Regions from separate parts of the Gasterosteus aculeatus genome. Here region 2 is linked to region 1. Evidence: chromatin contacts called from public Hi-C data. All regions are on one chromosome and are shown on one strand. Each heading gives the region's core, a stretch centred on a gene start, on an enhancer-like site or on the middle of the called end of the contact. The rest is flanking DNA. Distances are from core to core; before and after follow the strand shown.

Evidence for each region. Hi-C and Micro-C count contacts between places; a contact is called where the count stands out from the background.
Region 2: a contact with region 1 is called in a Hi-C map of whole body, with 1.9 times the contacts expected there. The contact joins the enhancer-like site here to the promoter of LOC120819407 in region 1. A contact is called at or near these places in 2 of 6 Hi-C or Micro-C datasets (skeletal muscle and whole body).

The regions. Positions count from the first base shown.
Region 1 is chr1:25,836,892-25,844,705 of fGasAcu3.hap1.1, forward strand. It overlaps LOC120819407 (homeobox protein engrailed-1-B), which reads left to right and starts at 3,443. Exons shown (of 2, transcript XM_078099093.1): 1 at 3,443-4,416; 2 at 6,170-6,981. The coding sequence starts at 3,858. The coding sequence ends at 6,492.
Region 2 is chr1:25,887,014-25,894,827 of fGasAcu3.hap1.1, forward strand. No RefSeq gene overlaps it. Among protein-coding and RNA genes, the nearest start is that of LOC144405501, 27 kb to the right of the region's middle. Within about 2 kb of position 4,463, at least 6 of the 9 cell types and tissues checked have open chromatin away from gene starts, as enhancers often do.

The DNA of each region.
Region 1 (7,814 bases), core at 2,193-4,692:
ATCCCTTGTATTATTAATGGTAGGTGAGTGTGTGTCTGCGTGTGTGTGTGTGTGTGTGCGTGTGAGGGCCAAAGATCAGCCCTCCTTTACCTCAGCCTCCCTCCTGATTAATGGATAATGGAGAGGAGCCCTTCATGTATTATTACTGCAGAGAAGCTGGACTTTGGAGAGAGAGAGAGAGAGAGAGAGAGAGGGGAAGCTAAGTGAATGATAATTGCAGTTTAGTATGCAAACGTGTCCGCGGTGCATCGCTGGCATTTTAATACTAATGGCAGAGAGCGATGGGGTTGAGACTCCGGCCATTGAAAATCCATCCTAGCTGGCGAGATCTCGGCTCAAAGTTAACACCGGATGGCACAAAGTTAGGAAATGTCAAACAATGAAAAAGTCCCCAGTTAGAGGCCGAGGTCGTGGGATGTGACTTAGAGCCTGAAAAACTGCAATAGTGTCTCGTCATAGTCGGTAGTGCTTTAAGACAACAGAGAGTCTGTACTCTCTGCTAAAATGACACAAAGGGGGTAAAATGCATGTCCTGAGGTGTGGAGCATGATGGCCTTCATCAGAGATTGATGACCAGCACTTGGTGTTGCCCATAGCCCCCCCCCCCCCCCCCCACTTCCCCCTCCCCCCGGCTTCAGTATGTTTATCTCAGGCTATATATTCCAGTGCAGAAGATGACCTTGGGGAAGCCTAACCTGTGTACGTTGTCGAAATTTGTCTTCCGCTTGCAAGTATTATTGAAATGTCCTGTTTAATGATTTCACACTAGTGTCAAGTGACATGGTTCTAACACCGACTTGACTTGTTTTTCGGACTGTTTAAAATGCTTTTGTTTGTCTAATTAATGCTTCCTAATTGCGCTTCTTAATCAATGACAGTGTCTCCTCAACTGAGGGGTTTTCCAGCTGCTTTAGTCTGACCCCTGGTGGACAATAAGCGCAGTGCAAGGCCAAACCTCTGTCAATAGTTGAGGGACAATTTAGTCAGGTGTTATGTTTTTATATTAAAAAAAGTGTATGTCTCTTAAATGTTTGTATTAATATGACGTGTGTGGATGTATGTTATCAAATCCAAATGTACATTATATCACAGGATTCCTGTGAACATATTTAATTCAGACATTTTTTTTAAATGCATCAATTGTTTAGTCATTGATTTTTTATTATGTTTTATATATTGTATGAAAAAAAAATATATATATATATATATATAGATATAAATTGTTGTTCTTATGTAAAAAAAATAAATAGAAAGCTTGTGCACTTACACATCAAGATCACTAGGTGTCACTAAAGTGATATACTTGCTTTTGACTTTCTCTTACCAGATGTCATGTCATTAAAAACTTGGGTAAAAGCACGGCTTTACCCAACAAATTATTTTTATCTGCATTTAGCTTGTGACTTGTAACAAAAAGGCGCTTGTGGTCCATTTCCTTTGGACGGTGACCTTTAAACCTTTAAACCTCAAAGGCCAGTTTTACTGAAAATGACAGTTGACATACCTAAAAGAAGCAGAGGTCACTTCCCGTGGTCCCCCACGAGGTGGCAGCACAGTCGCTTAGATGCAGCCCTTCACTGAAAAGAGGCTTAGCTCTCCGCGAGGTACCACACCTTATCGTGTCATCTGAAACGTGACACATTTGTTACTGCATCTCACAAAGTCAAGAGGAGATGGTTCCCCTGCATAAACAATGACAATTTCACAAACTCATGAAGACAGATTGTGTTTTTTTTGTGGATATACCAATGGTAGCAGAGCTTAACATTGTGTTGTTTTTAGTTCCGATGAACATATTGTTAAATGTAAATTCAACCTTTTGGATTATTGAGAATTTGCTTAGGGTTAAAGATTAGACCTAAGTGAAAACGTTCTATTACACCAGGATGGTGGAGCTCATTTTTTCCTCCCACAATGTTTGCGCTAGAAATAGATGTTTTGCAAAACAAAAAATAAAGACGTTTCCCCATAAACAAAGAAAATAACTCTAATTCGTCCAGTTTATCTCTTAAAAACCATTTTAACTTAAAAACAAATGTATTATCTATGACAAATAAATGACATTACAATCCAGGTAACTTCTAAGAGCCTCGTCGTGCACCGCGTGCGTGCGTGCACGCGCGGATGGAAGCAGTGGGCTACTCAATAAAAGCCGCGGGCTGCGATCCGTCAGTGCATTCATCATCCCATTACGGCGACAAATCCGGCTCCCGATACATGAAAGGTAAAATGAATCACCGACGTTAAGCCGTCAATAAAGCCATTCCTGTAAATGGAGCCTCCGAGGGGCCGCCGCTATTATTCAACGCGCTTTATCAGCACCTTGGAAGTCACGTGGCTTGTAGCGCGGCCCCTGCCCCGCTTTGATTAAGGGCCCTGCCAGGGACCGGTGACAGGCCTTTTGACTCTGGTTGTTTTTTTGTGTGTTTCTTTTTGTATTCTTCGTGATGAACGTCGGCCCGATCGGGCGGAATGAAGACTAATTAAAAGCTATAAATTATCTTTTGCAGGCCCTCTCAAGGAGGCTCTCTTTGCGGGCGCCAGATAAGAGCGGACTGAGTGCTCATTTGCCCACAATGGCGCTGCGGCTAAACAGGCGTATTGATACTGTCCCTAATTGGAATTTAATTAAGTAGCCACGGCACCCCCCACTCCGGCCTGTGGGATGAAGATTTCACCATCAACACGTCCCCACTTTCATGCTGTTGCTTTTATGATTATTGATATTATTATTTCACGTTGCCAATTAGAGCCCGTGCGGTGGCGGTTGTGTTCTTTTTTCCAGAGATGTTCTATTTTTGGTCTCCACAAAGCTCCTCTCTGGACACATCCGTGCGTGCTGCGCCTCGATGGGTTTGAATACTTAAACGCTCATTTTTCATTATCAAAAAAAATTTGTATTTTTAAAAAATAAAAATAAGAAGCGTATACATGCTGCTTAACGTCCGGCATGTCTACAAGCAGGGTGTTGGAACCAGGAATGGGACCAAAAACACGTCATGCGCGTGGCAAAAGAAAGCAAGGAAAAAAACAATAAAAACAATGCAAAAATAAATAAATAGAATAATTGCTAGGAACAGAGCAGAACACCAAACTGAGCCTTTTAGAGACGTTCAGCTTGAGTAAAAACTGAGATGTTATTCCAAGGCTCTAAAGTAGCAACATTTTGGGCAAAATAATTTATAATATAATTTAACATATAAATAGTGTCAACAACACGAGATTCGCGAAGCCCCTGATCAGCGAGGAGCCCGCACGCGGAAAATTAGCCTTAAAAAAAACAAATTCTCATTTAGTCATATTAAAAATATAACGTGCATGTTCGTGCGCGCTGGCAGGCGCACCCCGAGTCTCTATTGGACGCCGTTCATCGCAAACAACGGCGAGCTCGGCACCGGATTGGTCCGCTACACGTGTGTACGCGCACACGTGCTAGGGTGCGAGAGAGAGAGAGAGAGCGAGAGAGAGAGAGAGAGAGGGGAGAGAGAGACAGGGGGAGGCGAGAGAGAGGGGGTAAACGGTTTTAGGGGAGTCAAAGAAGGGCGAATACACAGATATTATGCTGCAGCGCAGAGAGGCAGGGACTCTGGTCTGAACGCGCAGCGGCTCGCTGTGCCACGGCTCGGACGGGCTTTAGGAGACAACATGCCGCCGCTGTAGGTCGTATTACAACACAAAAAAATAGAAGAATCACTCACAGGTGCTCATTGGTTTTGTCCCCACGAAGAGGCTCGTTGTGTACATGCCGAGCGTCTGAATTGGATACCGAAAAGGGGGGCGGGAGAGCGAGCAACAAGTGGAGTTTGGCGCGGAGAGGCCGGACATTCGTTCGTCCCCCCCCCCCCCGTCGATCGGCTATGGAGGAGCGGAAGGAGCCCAGCGGCAGCCGGGACTCGACCGAGGAGGAGAGCATGTCCCTGTCTCCGAACCTGCCATCCCCTCCCGTGATTTTACCCCACCAGGCGGCCCAGCAGGCCCACCGAACCACGAACTTTTTCATAGACAACATCCTGCGGCCGGACTTCGGCTGCAGGAAGGAGCCGAGCTACCGCGACCGGAGCCAGACGCCGGGCCGGGAAAACGTCAACCCGCTCGGAGCGAGGCCGCCGCACACCGGCAGCCTCTGCCTGGACTCCAACTGCAGCAGTGACAGCCCCTCTTCGTCGCCCTCCTCTTCCTCCTCCTCCTCCTCCTCGTCGTCGTCGTCCACGTCCTCCTCGCCCTCGTCCAAGCAGAAGTCGTCGAAACAGGGCGAAGCGGCGGGCGCGGGCGCCGGCAGGTACGCCGACAGCCCCTCGTCCATCATGGTGGTGAGCGGCAGCAATGGAGGATCTCCACCCATCACGAAAGAAAGCCAGCCGATGCTGTGGCCCGCTTGGGTTTACTGTACGCGCTACTCGGACCGGCCCTCATCTGGTAAGGCGCTAATAGTCCCCAAATCATACCAGTAAGGAGGGGGGGGGGGGGGGGGGGGGGGGGCTTTGTTTTGGTTGACTTCCTCGTCTTGCTTCCTTCAAGGTTTACTAATATTATTTGTCTGGGAAATATTTGTGACTTTAACGCAGGACAGCATTCTTTTAATTAATTGTAATTTAATGAGGGACGGGCATTAGCTAAATGAATATAGTAAGGTTAGAAACTACAGAGACAATTCATTTACATTACTCCTCTCGCTCACACACACACACGCGCGCGCGCACACTTAGACGTAAAAAGCGCTTAAAGGAATGAATGAAGTGCCTCATATTTGTAGAACAATATCCATTATTTTGCAAAAGTCGGAATAATTTCCTATGCAATTCACTGTGCAATATATTCCCATTGTGCATTAAAGGCTGGGGTAGTGCGTGTGGAGAGAATCTGTATCCGTTGGGTCTTTTTCTCTTCGTAAGCATATGTTGACAGAAAAATATCGGATTAATCTGGATAATATCAGAGGTAACAGTAGCAAACCTGTCTTTGTCTTTGCATTTAAATGTGAGCTGATCGAAAAGCATTATGCTCTAATATCTGTGTAATAAATGATTGGGCTGTAGAAACATCAAGGACCGCAGTGGGTTACAGTCATTTAGGGTGATATTACATATTGATACGACTTAAAAAAGAAAATAACAACCGCACAGCTTCAGAATCCCACGTTTATAATAACACATGTTTCCCAAATAAATTACCCCATGGACAAGGCTTGTTTTTAAAAGCAGTGCAACTTCTGGTCAAATAAACAATTTATAGATAACAAAATAACAATACGTATTTATGGGCAAATAGAGGAGACATTTAAATTCATAACGACCCCTGCTGCCCTTTAACCTGAGTGTGTAACTGCCCCGGATGTTGTTGCGGAGGATGCACAGTGCGTCTGGACACACAACTGCAACACGAGCTGGTAATTTACAGCGAAATGGCGGATTATATTCCATATTGATTGTAACACAAACTATAATTAAAAAAAACACGTTTCTTTAGTACAATTTCACATAGTTACCTCGGCGTCTTAACTGAATTGTGAAGAATAATATGCATGTGTGTTGTTTGAAGACGAAGGTCAAAGGACCTGCCGTTAACGTAGATGTGGTTTTATTTGCGTTAATGCGTGCTCTAACCCTACAGCCGCGTAACCGTGTTTGCTTGATTGTACTAAAGCAGCGAGCCTCCTGCCGCGTTCAAATCCGCGCATACAGACGGATTTCATCAAACCGTAAAGAAAAGACTAGCCTAATATTAAAAAAGAGTGTATGTCCAGTGGCACGCTGCCTTTACCGAAGCCTTCTTCTAATAATCCCCCCAACACCCCCCTCCCTCATATTAAATAGCAGATACTATTAGTTGAATATGAATTAATAATAGCGTGGAGTAGTAATCCGACACGACCTCAACGAGACCGCGACCGACGTGGCACTATATTGCGCGGCGGAGGGATGAGTGACACACATTTCAATATCTGTCAGTATAAATGACTAAGGAAGAGTAGATGGCGGGGCTTCGTGTATGGCTCCGTAATTTAGGTTTTGTCATGAGTCAATCAGAAGATTCATACCAGGAGATTTGTTTTGTTGTTGTGTTCTTTTTTGGGGGGTGACCTACATTTAATCAGGCCGCGCGGGACGTGGTGGTCTCGCGGTCCAGCAGTAGAATAAATATTTTATTCCCCTTGTTGTTTCCACGCCAGGCCCGAGGACACGCAAACTGAAAAAGAAGAAGAGCAGCCCCAAGGAGGACAAGCGGCCCCGCACGGCGTTCACGGCCGAGCAGCTGCAGAGACTGAAAACCGAGTTCCAGGCCAACCGGTACATAACGGAGCAGCGCAGACAGGCTCTGGCCCAGGAACTGAACCTCAACGAGTCCCAGATCAAAATCTGGTTCCAGAATAAGCGGGCGAAGATCAAAAAGGCCACCGGCTACAAGAACGGCCTGGCGCTGCAGCTCATGGCCCAAGGACTGTACAACCACTCAACGACCACCGTGCAGGAGGAGAAGGAGGAGAGCGAGTAGAGAGGCCCGGACGTGAGCCGGCCGAGGGGCCCGCCGGGGGTCCGCCGCCTCGCTCTTTGGGTTTTTTTTTTTTTTGGAGACAATGACAGCAGAAAAAAAGACAACAAGAACAAATGAACTGGAAGTGGAGGAGACGCTATTTAAAAAAAAAAACACAAACACACACACGCACCCACACACACATTTCTGTTAATGGTGAAAGTATATGGACATAATTATATAAATGAACGATCGTTATTAAAGTTTATATAGCCAAAAACAGTTATCATGTTGTAAACTGTATATTTAATTTCACCTCTCATCCGGATCCTTCCTGTCTGTTCTCGTTTTTTTCGGGAAATAGTTTTTTTCTTGTTTTTTTTTGGTGGTCCCCGTGTCGCTCACAGTAGCGCCACGGCGTCCTCCAACACATCAGTGCGCAGACTCAAAACAAGCCAAAGATTTGAATATGTTCACGTGTAGTCTGTAATAAAGAGAGAGCACGGTAGATATGGACGTTAACGGTTCCTTCTTTCATTCGTTTGCACGGAGAAAAGCGTAACAAACGTTACGACCTTTTTATTGAGCCTATTATTATTAATAATAATATTACTCAGGGCGTTTAAAGTGGAACATATTGATTCTAATTTTTTGTTTTAATTAGGGAATTATGAAGGACAGTTGTTCGATCAAAATGTGTATTTCTTATGGTAAAGTTATTATTATTTAGCTGCCACCAATTCAGCCAGCTTATAACTTTTAACTCCCCAAAAAACATTCCAACATAATATTTCACACATGAAATTTACACGAGCAGCCCGTAATTAATATGAGCCTTTTAAATGTCTCCTCGATAACATTCTGGATCATTTCCCTTTTGTATTTGTTTCATGTTTGAGATGCTTGGTGCTCACACACGCACGAGCACTCGGTTCTTGTTTCGCTTTAATCTCACACCGCTGGTTCCTCCGTAATGGGTCACATTCCACGCGTGAATCTATTCACAGCATTTACAAGCGCTTTGGTAAAGTGTCCCTGTCGTGTATCTCTCCCTGTGGGGAAACACGGGGGTGCATGTTCAGGTTCAGGTTTGATAGGGCCTGGCTGTGAACCCTGACATGGCAGCAGTGTGTGTGTGTGTGTGTGTGTGTGTGTGTGTGTGTGTGTGTGTGTGTGTGTGTGTGTGTGTGTGTGTGTGTGTGTGCGCGCGCACAAGGTCAGCGAGAGCAGACAAAGTTGAGGTCCTTATGATTGTAAGTTGACTCGATTCCTCTCGTTGGTTCTTGTTCGGGGTGCGCGTGGTAGTTTTTACTACTGATTTGTATACGTTTGCAAATGGAAAG
Region 2 (7,814 bases), core at 3,213-5,712, 51 kb after region 1:
CGCTGCGGCCGACCGGAGGGCAGAATCCTCCCGGTCGAGTTAATTAGCGAGCTAACCTTTCCTCCGACGGAGGGGATGCGTGCGCTCTCGTCTCGGGGCCCCCGCCACTCGAAAGCCCCGCGCCGCTTCAGCGTTGACCTATTCCTGCTTCAACGCCCCCCCCCCCCGCCCCGATTCCCCCCCCCCCTCCACACCATAATTAAGTGAATTATCTCGGCGGAGGACAGCGGCATACCCTCCCGGTGGCGGGTGGAAGGCTGCCGGCTGGCTGAAGAAGCCGCCCGGACAAAATGGCCTCTCTGCGCGTAGATAATGAGGCAGCGCCCTGACAGGTGAGCCGTGATTAGGAGGGACGGTCCTAGCGGCGGGCGCCGAGGTGTGTGCGCACTCACACACACACACACACACACACACACATTGCCGTGCGGCGTCTCGGTAAACACACTCATCAGCGGCGAGGCCGTCCCCGGAGAGGGGGGAGCGTGTTTGACATCGTTAATTGGCTTTTTCAGCGCGACGAGTCGGGGAGATGAAAAGCTTTATCGAGCTGAAATAATTAATTTTGCCCTCGCCACCCTGAATTTGCTGACACTTCACTTTTCTCAGAAAATGAAGAAGGGGCGAGAAAAGAGACTCCTTCCCTTCTCCCTCCACTTTCTCAATTCCGTCCCTCTATTAGATTTTTTTTTTTTTTTTTGCTGCTCGAGCAGACGTATTAACCAAGGTTTGTATTAGAATACAATTAAATGGAGATTTAATTAACTTGAACCTGTGAGAAGGGGGAAAAGGTTAGCTTTATCTCAACCACTTACAAAGGCCATAGATTAAGGGACCCGCACGCCGCGTGCCCGGCGCACCGTGCGTATTATTTCCAATTAACTCCAAATGACTGAGGAAATTACGGGGCTTTGATAATACGCCCTCAGAAGGACCGGAACTCGGATCTGCCTATCGAACAAAGCTCTGGTTGGATAATTAGTTTAATTAAGCTCTTTGAAAGGCACCCGCACGTTGAAGCGCTGAACGCTTAAACTACGCCTTTGAGGTGGGACAATGTGGCCACAGATGGAGGTCGGATCGCAGTACATGGAGAATCATTTGTAACTGAAACGAAGACCATCTTCGTCTTTGGTAACCGCTGAGTTAGCGGCCCGATAATGCTGCGTGGCGAGAAAAGAAAAAGTTGAAGTCGCTAGTTAACGCTAGCTGTTAGCCGTTAGCTGAAAAAATTTCGATTATGAGGTTATCACGATTTCACCGTCTCAAAATGTAAAGGAGATCGTCGGGGGAAAGTAATGAATTCACAGCAAGCGGTATGCGGGATGACGAAGCACGTGGGATTTAGCGGTTCTTTAGCGGTTCTTTATTGTTTTTCTAGTTCCTTGGCCCGAAGATGGCAGTGAGGGGCCAGACGGCCGCAGGTGGAGTCACGATGGAGCCGCAGAGCAACAACTACCTTTCTAGTTATTTGTCAGAATACGGTATTCCGGGCGAGACTACCCGGGTCTCTCAGGGAAATACACATATACTTTCATTTCATGTTGCCTCCCCCTCCTCTAATGTTTAATAACAACAACAATCATAATAATAATCAGAACACTCGCTCTCGCAGCGCGCTTTGTGCGTCGCGCCCACCCGGAGCAATTTGAAGAATATGAAGAGACTGAATAATAGAGTCAACTCATGGCGCACGCACACACACACACACACACACACACACACACGCTGTGTTCTCTGAGCCTTCTGGTGGCAGAGCAGCGGGGGTTCTGCTTCACTTCCCATGTGGAGAAGCTACATATTAAACCAAATTCATGTGTGTTTTGTGTGTATGTCTTGTGTGTGTGTGTGTGTGTGTGTGTGTGTGTCTTTAGGCCACTGCCTCGCCTCAGCGGCTCTGGCACATGCATATTGTTTAACCTTCTCATTCGTCACACGCCTGCGCCGTTATTGTTTCTCGGTCTCCTCCCCGCTAGCCGCATTCCAGCTAATATTCTTTGCGACAATTAATATACGCGGCGGTTAAAGTGCGTTTTAACCCCGTGTTATTTGATTAAAGTGTATCAATTATTCATGCTGCTATAAGCAACGCCAATTAGGATAAATGCGGAGCGCTTGTACACAGTCGTCCCCGTGGTAAATGTCAACGACTAGATATTATTTATCGGCGAGCGCGCTGCCGGTTTATTGCTTTTGAAACCACGCGACGGCTTCGCAGCGGTTTTAATTAAGAGTAATTGTTTTCTTTATGGACGCGCTAAGGAGAAGCTAATTAAATATAATGCCGCCGACATTTCCCGCAAGAGCACAGTGTGTGTGTGTGTTTGTGTGTGTGTGTGTGTGTGTGTGTGTGTGTGTGTTTCGGGTTCAATCCACAGAGGGACGGCGGCTCCGAGTTACGCTCCATCGTGCGTCAAAGTTTCAGAACTCAAACACCTGAGAATCACTTTAATACCAGTGCTTTTTAACACATTCAAACTCACGCTTTTACATTAGAAAATTGGCTTTTCTTTCACTTTAATAATCCAAGGAACGCAGAGTCATGCTTCACCCCCCCCCCCCCCCCCCACACACACATCTAGACACCCCATCTGAATTAAAATTGCAGTGTAGGGCCGAGCTCCCCAACAGGACACACGAGCCTTTACGTTTTTTTCCGCTGTAATCTTTGATCGTGTCGCTGAAATGCGGCTTACATGTGCTTAGCATTTAGCTTAGAACTCGCTTTAATGTGCAAATGTGGAAATTGTTTGCTCCGTTTCGGGAATTCTCAGAGGGAAGTTGGTGTTTCTCAAAAGAAAAATCGACCACGTCAAAAGGAATGAAATAAATGAAGAGAAAATAGTTCCCCCAATTGGAAACGCCTCGTACAAAAATAAATAAATGGAACAATATACAGCTCCAAACCGTAGCATTACACAACAGTGTTTTTTTAACCGAATGATTCCCACTGCGGCCTCGGGCTCAAACGCAACCATGTGGTTTGTACTGCACGAGCTGCAGCTGGACACCAATCGCTGACTCAAGCTCTAAACACGCGGCCGAGTCTTTCCGTCTATTAATAGGAGCCGACAACGGTCAGTGAAGTGGTGGCTCTTCATCGTCCAACACTCTACAACTCTGGAACTAGAAAAACACGCAGAATTGTTTCATATTCTATTCATTAGTGATTCGATCAAGTTTTAAAAAATGATAACGTGAAGCGTAAGTGGAGCCAGCTGGGAAGCGCTCCAAAATGCTCCAAATGGCCAAACTGATGTTTTAAAAAAGTATTTGTATTTAGAGAGACTAAATTGAAGATTGATATTTCTTACCGGGCGATTAGCTTAGCTTAGCATAACAAAGGCGAACGAGTAAAAGTTTCATGCGACCCAGGCTTTTTCCCCGTCCCAACGACTTCCTGTGGTCTCGTCATCGCCGCCATCTCATATTGTCGAACGGCCAAGCGCGTAGCCGCGTTTGTATCCGTCCATCGGAGCGCGTCCCCCCCCGCCCCCCGAACTTCACCACCCTCCACCCGCCTCTCTGCGGACGGATCCGTACGGGTCCCGCTCCGCTTATCAGCAGCCCGCTGGACCATCCGGCTGGGCTCGGATCGGTGTTATCTATCTCTTTTTGGGGCTGCAGCTTGCAGGGGGGGGGGGGGGGGGGGGGGGGGCGTCCTCTGCGTCCACGCCGGCCCGTTGGCCACTAATTGAAAACGAAGAAATAATTACGGTGGAGAGTGATGGAGGGGACACGGGGGACTCCGAAGACGGGACGGAGGAGTCTCACTGGGAGTCGATGGGCCCCTCCCCGCTGGGAATTCCTCCATTGTCATTCATTCAGGACCCAACGGGATCCACTCACTTTTATTTATTACTTCCGTCAATCTGCTTTTAACCTGCAAAAATATGCGACTGCACGAACTAAAAACTGCCGGGTCAGAAACGCTGCGGCCGGAGTTCAGGCCGTGATCTCTCCACAGACCAGTCGGCCGCTAAAGAGGCCCGGGACTCATGAGACGCACAGAGCATCGTTCCCTTAACGCTCATTTGATTTTTCTGACCTTTCGACACGGCGTCCGTTTTTGGTGGCCACACCGAGGAACAAGCGGGAGGACAAAGGACGGGGACGGACGTGTACGAGAGCGGAGTAGATGAAAGCCCCGTCTCCATCCATCTTACCCGCCGGACACTCGACGCCCCCCCCCCCCTCCCTCTTTGGCCTCTCAGCTAGTAGACCGCCTCTACGGGAGCCATTCTCCCCGCGGCTGAAGGACCCGTCCCGACGCTGACAAATGAAAATGCTCCGCTCTGCGTTTAGTGCGGCCGCGTTGTTTGGTATCTTTAAATGATCTTTTTTCCTCCACGCAGGTGATTCAATGAGGTTTACAGGCAGTTTCCTGGAGGCCTCAGGCTCAACACTGAAACAGTGCGGACGGGTCTGTGCAAGGCATGGGAATGTGTGTGTGTGTGTGTGTGTGTGTGTGTGAGAAACACAAGCACAGCCTATGAGCGAGTGAGTAATGGATAATCTGCAGAAGAGCACGGTCTAGTGGCGTGTTGGCGGCACGGCAGCGCCGAGGCGCAGCGGGAGCAGACTGCCTCTCGTTCCTTTGTCTGTCGCCGCTTCGCCCCAGCAGCCGGCCTTTTCTCTCACGCACGCACACACACACACACACACAGACAGACACAGACACACACGTAATGACATCTCAGAGAGCAGGCTGTCTTTTCACAGCAAAAACAAGCGCTCTCCTCGCGACATGCCGCTACATGGGAGACGCCGCAAATACCCGGCCGGGTTCTTTTCTTGGAGGAAAACATGTTTTGCTGTGGGGACGCTGTCACGGCAGCAGGCGTGGGCAGCGCAAGGGTTTTCCGTTACAGGAAGGACAACAGAAGAAGCTGGCTAAAAACCGCCATCTTTTTATTTTTTAAAGTCTCCGTTTTGGAGACGCTCTGTTTTAGAGCTGACTAGACGTGGAAACATGGCGGGACGCTCCGTGTCCGTTACACCGTTCGGGGAACCTCGCTGACCTCAGCCGGTGGGGCGGGGTTAGTCCTCTATGGACCCCCTAACAATGGCTAACAATAGGACCAACTGGCCGGCCCCTGTTCGCATCCACGACAACAGACCACCAGCGGCCCTGACGCACTATTTCCAGCGCCACCTTTTGCCACCGCAGATTTTGAATGTGCTTTGTTTCTTCGTACTGTCCGTCCTTTTCTTTTCTTAGAGACTGTTTCCATGTCTGCTCCGTCGTGTTTAAAAGACTGATGTGCTCTGGACAGAACAACAAATGCCTGACCCTTAAATAACGCTAACCCATGTTATACAATCTTTTCAATAGAAACTATTTGTGAGAGTCAGTTTATGAGGATTTATTGTAGAAAATGACTTAATTCTCCACCACCGTTCCATGTCACACCTCTGGTTCTTAAATAACAAGCATGTAGATCTTTCTTTCTATTCTTTTATAAGGCTGAGTAATACGTTTTAACATAATAGTTACAAAAAGATGAGTAAATTGAGCATTTGTTTGTGGACTGGTTTCAGCTAGTCCACATTTTGGGGCACTGGTGAGTATTTGCAGCAGCAGGACGGTGTGTGTGGCACCGAGTCAAAATAAACCACAGTGCTTGTGTGTGTGTGTGTGTGTGTGTGTGTGTGTGTTTGTTCATAGTAAGGAAGCTGCCACGTGCAATGTGGTTTAGCTGATGTGTTTTTTTAATAGTTTTTGGACAACTGCGGTGCAGCAAGAAGATATTTCTTGTGGCTTTGGCTGCAAAGACGTTTCTTTCGTTTGTTGTTTATATAATCAGCACATTCTAGTTGTTTTCCATTATTGACCTCTTGGGTGCGTTTTCCCACCAGCTTTATTTGGAGAGGTCCTTCCAAGGGCTTGTTAGGGCATACAGCAGATCATATGAGAGGGGCACCGGGAACATGTACCATGAAACCCTGAGACCCTGAGTACTCAACAGCAGGTGTTGAGAGACATCAAGAACATTTTCAGCTCCTTTGAGGCCTGTCCTCTGTCCGTGCACGGAAAATGTCACACTGTTTACGCAGCGGTTCCAAGTCTATAAAGTGGAAATACATCGTGTCTTATTGTGTCTTTGGACACACATTTCACCACAAGTTTTTTTTCTACAGCGCATCCCTGGAACGCACCGTCACAAGAAAGGCGGCCGAGACTCAGAGGCTCGATATCAGCCCAGCTCACGCGGGGAGACACAAAGCCTCCCGATTTACCCCTCGGTGCAGCGGGGGCCCGGGGCCTCGGCCAACCTGCGGGACCGCCGGAGCCCCGAGGGACCCGCCCGCCACCAGCTGACCGACCAAGCGGCCCGCTCACAGGCGCAATTAGAGGGTCTTTGTTTCACCCGGAGTGGCTCTTTGTGCCGCGATGTCGCTTGGTGCTGGGAGGGGAGTCTTGGGGGGGACGGGGGGGGGTCGTCATCAGTCACTGGCTGAATGCTCCAAGTGAAGGGAGAGATCGCACACACACACACACACAGGTTGTGAGGTTTGTGTCATGCGTCACATTTCTCAGCCGAGTACAACCATAATTATGCGCCTAACCTTAACTGGAAAATCATTCATCCTTTAAATGTTTTATTTGGGGGGACTTGCGGGGCTCTGTTGCCACGCCGAGCCGTTAAAAATCTGACTGAAACAGGAAACTCCGCCATCTTCGACGCTCCTCCGCCAAACTAAGACGCGACCCGCGAGAAGCAAGATATCAGGCGTGGAGCGGCGCAGGCGGACGGGTGACAGCGGCTCCGTGATTTGCAGAACGGGGGCCCCTTTGTTGAGACGCCGTCACCCGCTGCCGGTTTTGTTGACACAAGCGATTCGTTTGATTGAAGGTATTTTTTTCTAAATCGCCGGCAGCGCGTTAACGAGCAACACAAACGCTATAAATGCACCAATGCTGCATTTCCTTCTTTGCAGTTGTGGCTTTTTAATACGTTTTCCGATGAGAATCTGCTACGAGTCCGCGGGAACTGTCGCTCAAATTAAACGCCGATGGTCGAATACATTCCGGACTGTCAGAGTGCCAGCGATGTCTCCAGCCATGTACATCAGAGGTCCCAGATGTCAGACCGGAGCAGTCATGATAAGCCCAAACCCCCCACCAGGCAACCCTTCCCTCTTTTATTATAATTGTACTTTTATTCGACACGGGGCCAGGGCTGGATTTTGCCACGGTTGACATCATTTGATATCCCCTCCCAGGAGCTCTGAAAGTGCTCCATTAGAGTTATTGCAGGAGGGGATTGGGGGGAGGGGACGCATGCGCCGTGCCAACACCAGCAGCCGGCCCCTGTTACCAGACTCACCTGCTGAGCGTGATCTGTGCCCGTTAACAACACGCCGAGTTCATCTTTGGTAGAAGTGTGTGTTCAGAGATCGAGGAGAGGCCGCTGAGGCCCCTGAACACGGCTCTCTAGTCATCTTTCATCGACTGACGACGCGCCACAAACCCTAACGGCCTCTGGAAAAAGGCCCGTCAAAGTGCGGCGGGGCCCTTCGCCAAGGCGTGGTGGATTTAGAAATGAAATAGAAAGGGGCCGGTAAATCAACTGCAATCCTTCTTTTCTTTTCGGTTGTTTTTCTCAAGATGGAGGACTTGCAGCAGAAAGAAAGAGAGGGGTGTGTGTGTGTGTGTGTGTGTGTGTGTGTGTGTGTGTGGTAAGGAGGTGGGAGGGGGTTGATTGGGAAGAAGAGGAAGAAAAAAGGAGCCGGAGGGCAGGCGTGAGGGAGGGAGGGGGGGGGGGGGGGGGGGGCGAGCGAGACAGTGACATTCACGCGTTGCGACGTGGCGA